Regions from separate parts of the Mus musculus genome. Here regions 1 and 2 are each linked to region 3. Evidence: chromatin contacts called from public HiChIP or PLAC-seq and promoter capture Hi-C data. All regions are on one chromosome and are shown on one strand. The core of a region is the stretch at or near the end of the contact, and the rest is flanking DNA. Distances in the headings are between cores, read along the strand shown.

Region 1 (3,289 bases), core at 599-3,098, 370 kb before region 3:
ATTGAAGCAGAAAGCCCCAGGTTCAGTGAGAGGCCCTGTCTCAAAAACTAAGTTGGAGAGAGCTAGAGAGATGGCTCACTGGTTGAGAGAACTGGTTACTTTTGCAAAAGACCCAGGTTTAGTTCCTAGCACCTACGTGGAGACTCATAGTTGTCTGTAACTCCAATTCCAGGGGATCCAATTCCTTTTTCTGACTTCTGCAAGTTGTACACACACACATGGTACACAGACATACAATAGCATTACAGATAAAATAAGTCTTTTAAAAAATCTGACATTGACTTCTGGTCTACAACACACACACACACACACAAATATAAATATATAGTGATCAGTTTTCAGCAATCATCAAAACAGAATTTATGTTAATTTATTCCAACAACTCACTGTTGACTGAACCTAGTTCTTCTCATTATCTCAGTGAAATGAGTAGGTCTGACCTACCTCCACAGGCATTGAGCAGGACATACTTATGTTAACTCTGTCATGGCAAGAGCTTTCCTTACCTCTGAGCCTGACAACTCAAACCAAGAACCCAGTCTAAGAGGCAGAATGCTCACAACACTTCCTGGTCCCAGGGCTCTGCTTTGATCATGTTGATACTGGCTTTTGCTCATGGAATTCAGTGGTCAATTCAATGTCTGTCTTAATTAGGGTTTCATTTCTGTGAAGAGACACCATGACAACAAAAACTCTTATAAATGAAAACACATTTAATTGGGGCTGGCTTACAGTTTCAGTTGTTTAGTCCATTATCATCATGGCAGGAAGCCTGGCAGTGTGCAGACAGACATGGTGCTGGAGGAGCTGATAGTTCTACATCTTAATCAGAAGGCAGCAGGAGATGACTGTGTATGGCATGGGTGCAGCTTGAGCATAAGAAACCTCAATGCCCAGTTTATAGTGACTCACTTCTTCCAACAAGGCCACACCTCCCATTAGATCCACTCCCCATAGCCAATCATGCAAACACGTAAGTCTATGGGTGCTGTTCCTATTCAAACCACCACAGTGGCTAAGCTTTAAAGGGTGCTCCGTACTCTCAATCAGCATGAAAAAAGCAAGCAGTGTTTGTCTTCCACATCTTCCCAACATCTTAGCCTACAGAAAGCCCTTTATGTGAAGAGGGGACTGATGATTGTGGTTTCTATGGAGATCAAGTATACTTGACAAGCAGGTGACTACATCTTTGAGTCAAAGGCACTGTTTTCTCATCTGCAATATGACCTGGAGGACATGGCCCTGAAGATCTAGATCCCATCCTAGATTAGTCACCCTCCAATCTGTAGGAGCCATATCATGGCTGCCAGCACCAAATGCCACCATCTGTTACATAGAGGGACAAAGCCAGCAGCTCCTAATCTGTGTTTGCTTTTAACAATAAAATGTAACTCAGTGTGATGGTTTGTATATGCTGGACCCAGGGAGTGGCACTATTAGAGGGTGTGGCCTTTTTGAAGTCGGTGTGTCACTGTGGGTGTGGGCTTTATGACCCTCATTCTAGCTGCCTAGAAGTTACTCTTTCATTAGCAGCCTTCAGATGAAGATGTAGAACTCTCAGCTCTGCCTGCACCATGCCTGCCTGAATGCTGCCGTGCTCCTGCCTTGATGATAACAGACTGAACCTCTGAACCTGTAATCCAGACTCAATTAAACCTTGTCCTTTATAAGACTTGCCTTGTGTCTTGGTCATGGTGTCTGTTCACAACAGTGAAACCCTAACTAAGGCACTCAAGTAGGTTATGCAGTGACAGAGTCCCTCCCCCTCACCTAGGTGTTGATTCTAACAAACTGACTGATGCAGTTCTGGAAGCTGACAAGTCTCAACATTCCAACATCTGTTGTCAGCAAGCTGTAGACCTTAGAGAACTAACTGCATTTCCAATGCGAAGACCAAAGTCCCAAGAGCAGCATGAAGTTTTCATTCAATTCTGAAGGTGGCCAGGCAAGAGTGCCCTCTCTGTGTGTGTTTGACTGTGTTGGGGTGGAGGTGGGGCACGGGGGGCGGGGGAGGGAGCTCAGCCTTTTTCTTCTAGGTCTTTAATGAATTAGAGGAAAACCACCCACGTGGTGGATAGCAATCTGCTTAATTCATCTTATCAAACCAAATGGTCATTGCAACCAAACTATGCTACAGACAAATCCAAAATAATGCGTGACCAAGTAATTGCACACCCAGGGGCCAAGAGGTTGACATACAAGATTAATCATCACAGCCAGGGACGCTGAATTCAAGCAGTATCTTAGAGACAAGCCACATATGTAACGCAAATGAGAGAGAACTGTGCCAGCTGGAGTTGTGCTGGCTGACCATTACGAGATCTCCTTCCCAGACCAATGGGCATTCCAGAGACAGATGCAAAGTGACAGCAGGCCAGCCCCAGGCCCAAGGGAGCATGGCTGTCTAAACCATGCCCAGAAAGGGCGTGGTGGAGGCTCACTGCTCTCTCTGTCTTCGTACCCAAACTCTTGTCTCCTGGTGCCATTGTTATTTTTAGCATAAAGCCATTCTGAATATGCACCCTAGTAAGTGTATAGAGCCAAGTTCTGACCAAAGGCTTTAGAATAAATAAAGAGATAAATGCAATTCTAGACCCTGCCCTTATACTAAAAGGTACACATGCCTACATCTTGCTCAAGCACCCTACAATACAGACAAAAAGATGCATCATCTCAGGCCAGGTGCATGATGACATCATCGTATGGTTGGCAGGGCAAAAAAGAGAGATCCTAGGCTCTCAGTAATCTTGCAGAATATAGCTGTTATATTATTACAAACTTTTATGTGAGAGAAAAATCTAATCTCTCATCTATTGTTGACTGTGACATCTATGCATTTCATATATTGTTAACTTTGTGTCTGTTATATGGAGCTATAACCTAACAGAAAAGACATTCATCAGAATTTCTATGTGGGAGAATAATGGGCTAGTCAAACGGAGTGGCAAACACCTGTTAACACGTCACCATTACTCAACATTCAGTGTGACTATTCACTGCCCACACCATCTCCACTAAACATTTTCTTGAACCATATGTGTCTCTCTTGATCAATTGACAATTTAGTATTTTTAATAACTTTTTAAAAATTAACATTGTTCTTCATTCAGTATTAGTTCCTTCAAGACACAGGCCATTTCTGAGTTTCCCATTGTATTTGTCAGTTTAAGATGCTGATCGCTCTAAAAGACAAGATCTGACAATTTGGAGAACTCAAGCCACAAGCCCATCATCATCATCATCATCATCGGCTCCCCTCCCCCACATGCCCCGCCCCCTCTTCTTCCCT
Region 2 (3,594 bases), core at 68-2,567, 270 kb before region 3:
TGAGAGAGAGAGAGAGAGAGAGAGAGAGAGAGAGAGAGGGGGGGGGGAAAATAAAGGTCTATGAAGGGAGGAAGAACTTTAACAGAAAATGACGAGATCTTATGAAAGCAGGGGGCAGGACTGTTTGAAGAGAGACAGGAACCAAGGAAAGGAAGTAGATGAGAAGGCAGGGGAGTGAGGTGGGTAGGTAAGAACAAACTGAAATGTCTGAGAATGTCACAAGGAAGCACATCCTTTAGTACATTAACTAAAAGAATAAACTTAAAAAAATCTGCGAGTGTCAAACTCCAGGAAATGCCACATGTCAGTAATGACCAAAACTAAGACATGGGTCACAACACAGGAGAGAGATGAACATGGCATTCAGTAAGGTGACAATGAGTGTAAACTCAGGACAGAAATTGAGTTTCTCAAAACAGGTAGAAACCAGGTTCCTAAAGATCAGTTTGCACACAGAGACAGCTCTGAGGGGATTCAGAGGCCGCTTGGACACCTGGCTGACCTCCTGGCCTGAGAGGGTTTCAAGAGAGAGGAAGAAGAAAGTCCTTTTACACCTGAGCTCTGAGAGGTGAAGAGCCGCAGGAGAGCGAAAGAAAGGAGCTCCGGGGAAGAGAGACAGGGCTTCGAAGGACAATCAGGACAAACTACACACAGTCTGAGTCTTTGCCTGAGGCATCTCGGAGCTTTTCAAAGGAAAAGGGGGGAGGCACCCTCTTTCTTAGAATCCTCAGTCACAGGCGGCTCACCCTGCCTAGGACACAGTTCTGAGGTCTGACATAGGAGCTTTTGGATCAGAGAACAGTGTGGATTCATGGCTTCTATCCAGCTAATTTCTGAATTTTAATGTTATTTATACCATTTCTCTGGGACAAGAGTTTGGTGAGAATACACCAGACTCTGTCACCCGGGTCCCTCTCAAGGAGGAGAGTGTGTGCTTACTTCAGCACGAGTCCTTAACAGTCATTAAGATGGATGAAAGACAGAAAGCTCACATCATAAACCCTAATACAGAGGACGTTAAAGAGCTCCCAACTGAAAACCAAATAAGATGAATCCAACCCGAATTGAGTCAGGGAGACCAGCGTTGTGGTCATTCCATCTGCAGACTCAAAGACTTTATTTATTATTTATTTATTTACTTATTTATGTATTCCTTTATTTATTTGAGTCCTTAGTTATCATGAAACTCACTAAGTATACCAGGCTGGCCTTGAACTCAGAAAAGTTGGCCTGCCTCTACTTTCCAAGTGCTGAAATTTAATGTGTGCGGTATTACAACCACTTTAACCCAAAGATTTGGCAGGAAAAAACAAAACAAAACAAAACAAAACAGCTAATGGATCTGCTGGAGTTACCCACCCTGGGTCTGCTGCACTTTTGACAGAAGAGACGGAAGCTGCGGCCCCATCAGGAGTTCAATGGTGAGGGGCAGCCACTGGCTGATGTATGACATCATGACATATGATGTATGACTTTATGACATATGAGGGCAGGTGTAAGTGAGCCGGCCAAGACCTAATTTAGGGGTGATCTAAGTTGTGGAGTACTTATCAGGAGTACTGACTGGACTGGGCTGTCCATTCACACAGGAATCTGATGGATCTCAAAGTCCAGTTTGGGAGCTATGATGTTATCCCCATTGTCAACTTCACCGGATTTAGAGGTACCTAAGAAATATGCTTCTGGGGGTAGCTGTGGGTGCGTTTCCAGAGGGGGTAACGGGGAACGCATGGCCCACAATGAACGTTGACAGCATCATTCCATGTATTGGCGTGTAGGACTGAATACAAATGGGGCAGCAGGCAGGGTGGGGGAAGGATATGAGCTGTATGTGAACATTCACCTCGATGTTTTCTAACTGTGTGACCGACGGACTGCCCTGTGTTCCGGCCACCATGTCTTCTCTGCTGTGGTGGACTGTAACCTCAAACTGTGAGCCAAAACCACCCTTCTCCCTGTCAGCTGTCTCATCTGTCGGACATTTTATCACAGTGATGAGAAAGGTGACTAACACAAGACCAATTACACACTGCCCTTCCCCATCTTTGCCATGTCCAACCTCTGCCTTGCTTGCACTGTGGAAACTGAACCAACTTTCCCATTCCACCACGGAAACAGCAGTCCGTGATTCAGTTCTCCATGGCATATCTGGAGTCAGAACTAACCACTCAGCGCTTTATCCACCTGGCTTCAAGGCTACAGCTACCACAACCTTCCTTCTAACAACCAGGGATTCCCCATGAGGCAGAGGATGCTGCCAAACCTCCTCAAACCCCTACGTTTACCTCGTGAAGAAAGGCAACATCCTTCCCCCACAGGACAATGTTGGGATAACTTTCTCTTTTTCCAGTCAAGTGCACCAATACAGTCATAAACGCTAAGAAGACCCAAAGATGGTCTCTTTTTACAGGAGTATCACCCAGTCCCTTAACAAAACCAAGCTGAAGAATGAAGCCAGCCTGCAAAACACACTTCAAACCCTCCTTGTTTGCTCCATGCTGAGAGTGGAGAGGAAGGAACTGGGAAGTGGGAAGTGAGTGGAAGTCATACAGCCTACCACACCAAGAAGCTCTTCCAGCAAGATCCCATCTGCTGATTCTCACTGATGCAAACCAACAGAGCCTTGTTATGATACTGTAAAACGTGTTATGCTTCCGTAAGATGTCCACAGCTGTGGTATCTGTTCATTGGGGCAGCCCACCCAAAACACTGAGCCACATTAGCAACTTCACCTTCAGCCACTCTGTAGGGCAGTCTTGTCCCTAAGCTCTGGAGGTCATCTGTGTAGTCCCACTTGACCAGAAGTAGCCAGGTCTGTAGGCCTTGGAGCTTGGTGATTTGTGACATTCGTTCCTGTAGCCTTTGTCTAGGACAGGAAAACTATAAGCACTTATTTCCTTGTTGAAAGGGAGTGGGGATGGGGAATTTTGCCCTTGCAACAATTCCAAATATTTTCTTTCCTTTAAAAGGAAAGGATTTGAAGGATTTCTTTTCCTTTAAAAAGATTTATTTCACTATATATATGTGCCTATATATGGGTATGGAGGCCATAGGATTGGATCTCCCCCCCCGCAAAAAGAAAACCTGGAATTGCCTGACATGGGTGCTGAGAACTGAATTCAGGTTCTCTGGTCAAACACTGTGACCACATAATGACTGAGCCATCTCCCCAGCCTCTCTGCACACAGTTTCAATGTACTAAGTGAATATGTTCTATCTGCAGTAATCCTGGGCGCATGTTGTTAAACACTGGCTCATTACTGTCTCTTGACACTAATGAGGGACCTCTATAGAATATTAAAGCAATGCAGAGAAGGCAATTCCATCACTAGTTCTCAAAGCGTAGAAATGTTCATGCGCAAGGTTACCTCAGAGCAGTGGTTCTCAGCCTTCCTAATGCTGCGGTCCTTTAATGCAGTTCCTCACGTTGGGATGAGCCCCAACCATGAAATTATTTTTGCTGCTACTTCACAACTGTAATTTTGCTACCGTTATGAATGATAATGTAAATACCTGTGTTTTCCGATGGTTTTAGGAGACCTTGGGGACAGCGTCATTCAACTCCCAAAGGGGTTGTGCCCCAAGGTTGATTAC
Region 3 (3,637 bases), core at 673-3,172:
AGCTACTGGATCCCTGACTTTACTGTGATGGCTTTTGACAATGACATAATTTGGCTTACAAAAGGTCTATGTCTTCACCCTGCAACCTGGACACTGCCAGACAAGTCTTCAAAGGTAGTGTAAGACAACAGATCCAGCAAACCAAAACCAATGTTTCACTCATTTCCCACGTCTCATTGCCAACACTGTAGATCTGGTTTTCATGGTGGATACACCCAATCTATGCCACGGCAGTCATCTGTAGGAAGTAGCACCCATGACTCTTTTTTTCTGCTGCATGTGAAGAAGAGAAGCTACGTTATAAAGCTGACAAAATAATTTTATGACTATAGTTGAGTTTGTGTTCAAAGAAGATGCACTTACTAATTTATCTCACTGAACACTCATTTCAAATCCTGATATTTAAACTAAAATGTTTCAATAACAATTATTGTCTAGGCAACTGCTAGTTTCTCTGTGTGTAGAATTGCAAGGCCTACATAGAGGGTCTTTTCCTATCAATAACTTGTCAGTTTTAACATCAGTTTCTATATGTAAGACTGGAGACCCATTCAGATGATGAACATGTGACCTCTATTGACCAGGGGAAGCTAGTCACAAGTAGAGAGTGCCTCATCACTTGAGCCCCGCCTCTTAAACCGAGGGTTGCAGCCCCATGCGGGGCCTGTTCCTGAAGTGTGGGCTACAGGAAAGTTGGCAACAGGAAAAGGGGTTTAGAATGTACAAGAACCAAAAACGAGTTTAAACCCCAATGTATGAATCCTGGGTGTTTCTAACAGTGCTTTCTGGAGTTAGATTTCTAAGCCACTTCACTGTAGCCTTGGAACTGAATGCACAACACAGTTACCATGTGTGCCTTCACACTGCTCAAGGCCAGGAAGGAAAACATGGGGGAATAGTGGGCAGTCACAAAAGCAGGACTTACTCATGTTGTAGCCTGGCTCCCAAACAGGAAGTCAGTGATGCCACTCAGCCCGGTAGGGAATTAAGCCAAAGGTGCTTTGTGTCAGTTATCTTTATATTAAAACAAAAGGAGGGGATATATAATGATAGTACAACCACTACGAACTGGGGAATTTGAGTACAGGTAGATCTTTAAAAGTAACCTTTTCTGCTCCTCTATAAAATACCTACTTCAGTACCGGGCCAAGAACCCATCCTAGATAAGGGGGCTGGCTCTATGAGCAGTGCTCTGAAACCTCAAGGCGCATTTTAATTCCTTTTCAGGGAAGCAAAAAGTGTCCCATGGTGACTGACACTGGCTTCAAAACACAACTCCAGTGGGAATGCACTTGGACAGGCTCACAGATTTAAGTTTCTCTGAGACAAGGGTCCTTTGGGTGAGTGTACAAAGCCTAAAAGAGACCAAGCTGAGACAAAATGAACAGCAAAAGGTTTATAAAACAGGATTCCTGAGCAAGACCTGGTAATTCCTGCTGAGTCAGAGAGAGCCACGCCCAGCCATATGCAGTGCTTAACCCCAGAGTCTGAGTATTTAGTTTTGAATCTTCTTGGTTTTGTGGTCTGTCTTCAGTTTCCCCAAGCCGCTGTAAAACAATGAAGCTGGCTTTTGTACCTTCCCCAACAATGGTGAGAGTGGAAAATGATTCTGCTTACCTGCCCCTCTGTCCTTTATAAGTCAATGTGTTAAGCTGAATTCTGTAGCCTAGAGCACATTTTTTTTTAAATATAACTAAATAAAAAAGGCTATGGAGAGTTTTGAGACGACATGGGTATTTAAACACAGAACTTATTTAATTGGGATGTAATTAAGTCTCAGACCGTTTATGCTTTCCCATTTCTCTCGGGTCTTAGAGAGTATTGATCATAACACACTTATTTAATACTGTCTGACTGCGAGACTGTTCCCTGTAAAGGGGAGATCCTGGCCGAGCTGTCCTGGCTCTGGAAAGCTGGGCAAAGCATTCAGCATGCATTAGTGAAAACAGATGAGCATGCCCGGCATTCTTCAGAGGCCTGGACAGGGCCCTTCCTACGGCAGCACAATCATTTTGCTTATTTCCAATAAATATTTCTTTCATTTGGCATACAGCTTAGCACCATGTTTTATTAATTAGCCTTATGTTTCATCCTAAATACTAAAATAGAAGCCTCTCAAGTTCCTCAGGATCCGAGATGAATTCTCAGTGGCTTGCTAATGTCACCTTGGGGACTTTGGGGACTGGAGTGGTGATACTGGATGTGTGTCTAGTGGTATACAAAACCACCTTACAAAACAAGGTTTTATTAATAAATCACACCCCAAAGGTGTTTGCAAAACTTCCTTTAGAAGATTGCAAAACACCAGATGTAATTTTTTGTTGTTTTTATTGGTTTAAAAATTAGCTTAGAAACACAAATATTGAGTGTTTATGATTTTAGAAGACCAGAGAATCTGTCTGGAATTCTGGGTCAAAGACAGCACGCTTCAATCAAGTTAGGTTTAAAAATGTTTTTCCAAATTTGTAACAGATGTCGCCACAATGCCACTTATATTCGCCCCTGCCACAAAGAATCTCTCAGCACACCAGAGAATGTCCTTAGATAAGGAAAACAAGCAGGAAAGCTGGGGCTACTTAAAATGGTGCAGGAATTGCCCAGACATGACTTCTCCTATGACAGCAAGGGGATAGGAGTGACAGGCCACCCTCTACACACTCTGCTTTGCGGCAGGTGCACCCACTTTTGCCTGCATAAAAGGCAACACCCTACAGCCCCCCTTTTCCCTGGTGTTTAGAAAAGAAAATCCTGTCAGGTTTTCTTAAAGCTGTATAAGTCTTTGGAGAATTCCCCCACCCCACCCCCACCCCCAACTTCCTGCTTTGTGTCCCTGAGAGAATCTTATTCTGCAAACTTGCAGCTGACAATGAAGCATCAAGTTCAAGCCCTATGGTAAGAGATGAAGGATCTGCGTCCTCAGCCGTGCTACGGCGCTCTGTGTGCTGTGGGGATATGCACACCCCCTCATCCCACAAAAGGAGGATTTGTCAAGATGCACTGAGAAAAACGCCTAACTCGAAATCTAAAATGCCTAGCCTACAAGGAAGAATTTGTGATGGGAAGAGAAAACAAAAGTCTGAACCACGTGAAACGATACACGGGTCGTTTTAAGGTTTCTGGTGGGGATTTCATGCAGGAAATCCACCTAACACTATGAGAAGACGGGGCTCTGGACATGATGCTTTGTGATTCTCTGTCTAAAAACAGGTAGAGTTGGAGAGGACTTTGTGGTGAGCGATCACTGTTCTGTCCCCACTTACTGAGGCTGGCATTTTTTGAACAGAGTTGAACAAACTCTGACTTTCTGTTGGCCTTTCTTTCCCACAAGCATTTCTCCTCAGGATGTTTCTCCACACACACACAATGCTCTAACCGAGCTATGGAACAGGAAGTGTTTTTCTAGGTTCCATTTTGTTTTCTTATCCTTCTCTGGAGGTCTCTAGAGGACAGGTCCCTACCTAGTTTCTCTTTAAACAGGGTTTACGGAAAGGTTGGTTTACAGAGGACTGCTACCATCCACATATACCCTCCAAAGCCAGAATAACTGACAGGAGCATCAGTCATTGCATGACTCCAGGCTGTAGGATGTCATGGCGCCTGGAGACAGAGTACCATGCCTCCAGCTGAGGGAACAGAA

The links. Promoter capture Hi-C pulls out the DNA fragments that hold promoters and counts their contacts. HiChIP or PLAC-seq counts read pairs in DNA pulled down with a chosen protein or histone mark.
Region 1: a contact with region 3 is called in an H3K27ac HiChIP or PLAC-seq map of embryonic stem cells, with 6 times the contacts expected there. The contact joins the promoter of 1700019F05Rik here to the enhancer-like site in region 3. A contact is called at or near these places in 1 of 39 promoter capture datasets (the C10 cell line), 2 of 484 Hi-C or Micro-C datasets (cortical neurons and cranial neural crest), 6 of 115 datasets of contacts at active chromatin or transcription factors (double positive thymocytes, embryonic stem cells and vascular smooth muscle cells) and 1 of 9 other capture datasets (adipose tissue).
Region 2: a promoter capture Hi-C map of embryonic stem cells shows a contact between it and region 3, with 6 times the contacts expected there. The contact joins the promoter of Usp46os1 here to the enhancer-like site in region 3. A contact is called at or near these places in 17 of 39 promoter capture datasets (the 3T3-L1 cell line, 3T3-L1-derived adipocytes, the C10 cell line and 11 more), 29 of 484 Hi-C or Micro-C datasets (CD4 T cells, CD8 T cells, the G1E-ER4 cell line and 16 more), 5 of 115 datasets of contacts at active chromatin or transcription factors (embryonic stem cells, extraembryonic endoderm stem cells, kidney and 1 more) and 2 of 9 other capture datasets (adipose tissue and liver).

Annotation. Positions count from the first base shown.
Region 1 is chr5:73,911,041-73,914,329 of GRCm38.p6, forward strand. 1700019F05Rik (RIKEN cDNA 1700019F05 gene) reads left to right here and starts at 1,849. Exons shown (of 2, transcript NR_166206.1): 1 at 1,849-1,937.
Region 2 is chr5:74,012,676-74,016,269 of GRCm38.p6, forward strand. Usp46os1 (a long non-coding RNA gene) reads left to right here and starts at 1,318. Exons shown (of 2, transcript XR_377030.4): 1 at 1,318-1,663; 2 at 2,411-2,660. All of the region lies in intron 5 of Usp46 (ubiquitin specific peptidase 46), which reads right to left.
Region 3 is chr5:74,284,024-74,287,660 of GRCm38.p6, forward strand. All of the region lies in intron 5 of Scfd2 (Sec1 family domain containing 2), which reads right to left. Among named protein-coding and RNA genes, the nearest start is that of Gm32064, 31 kb to the right of the region's middle. Within about 2 kb of position 1,923, at least 57 of the 459 cell types and tissues checked have an H3K27ac peak or open chromatin away from gene starts, as enhancers often do. A contact at or near this core is called in 3T3-L1-derived adipocytes, CD8 T cells, the G1E-ER4 cell line and 5 more, where this site is marked.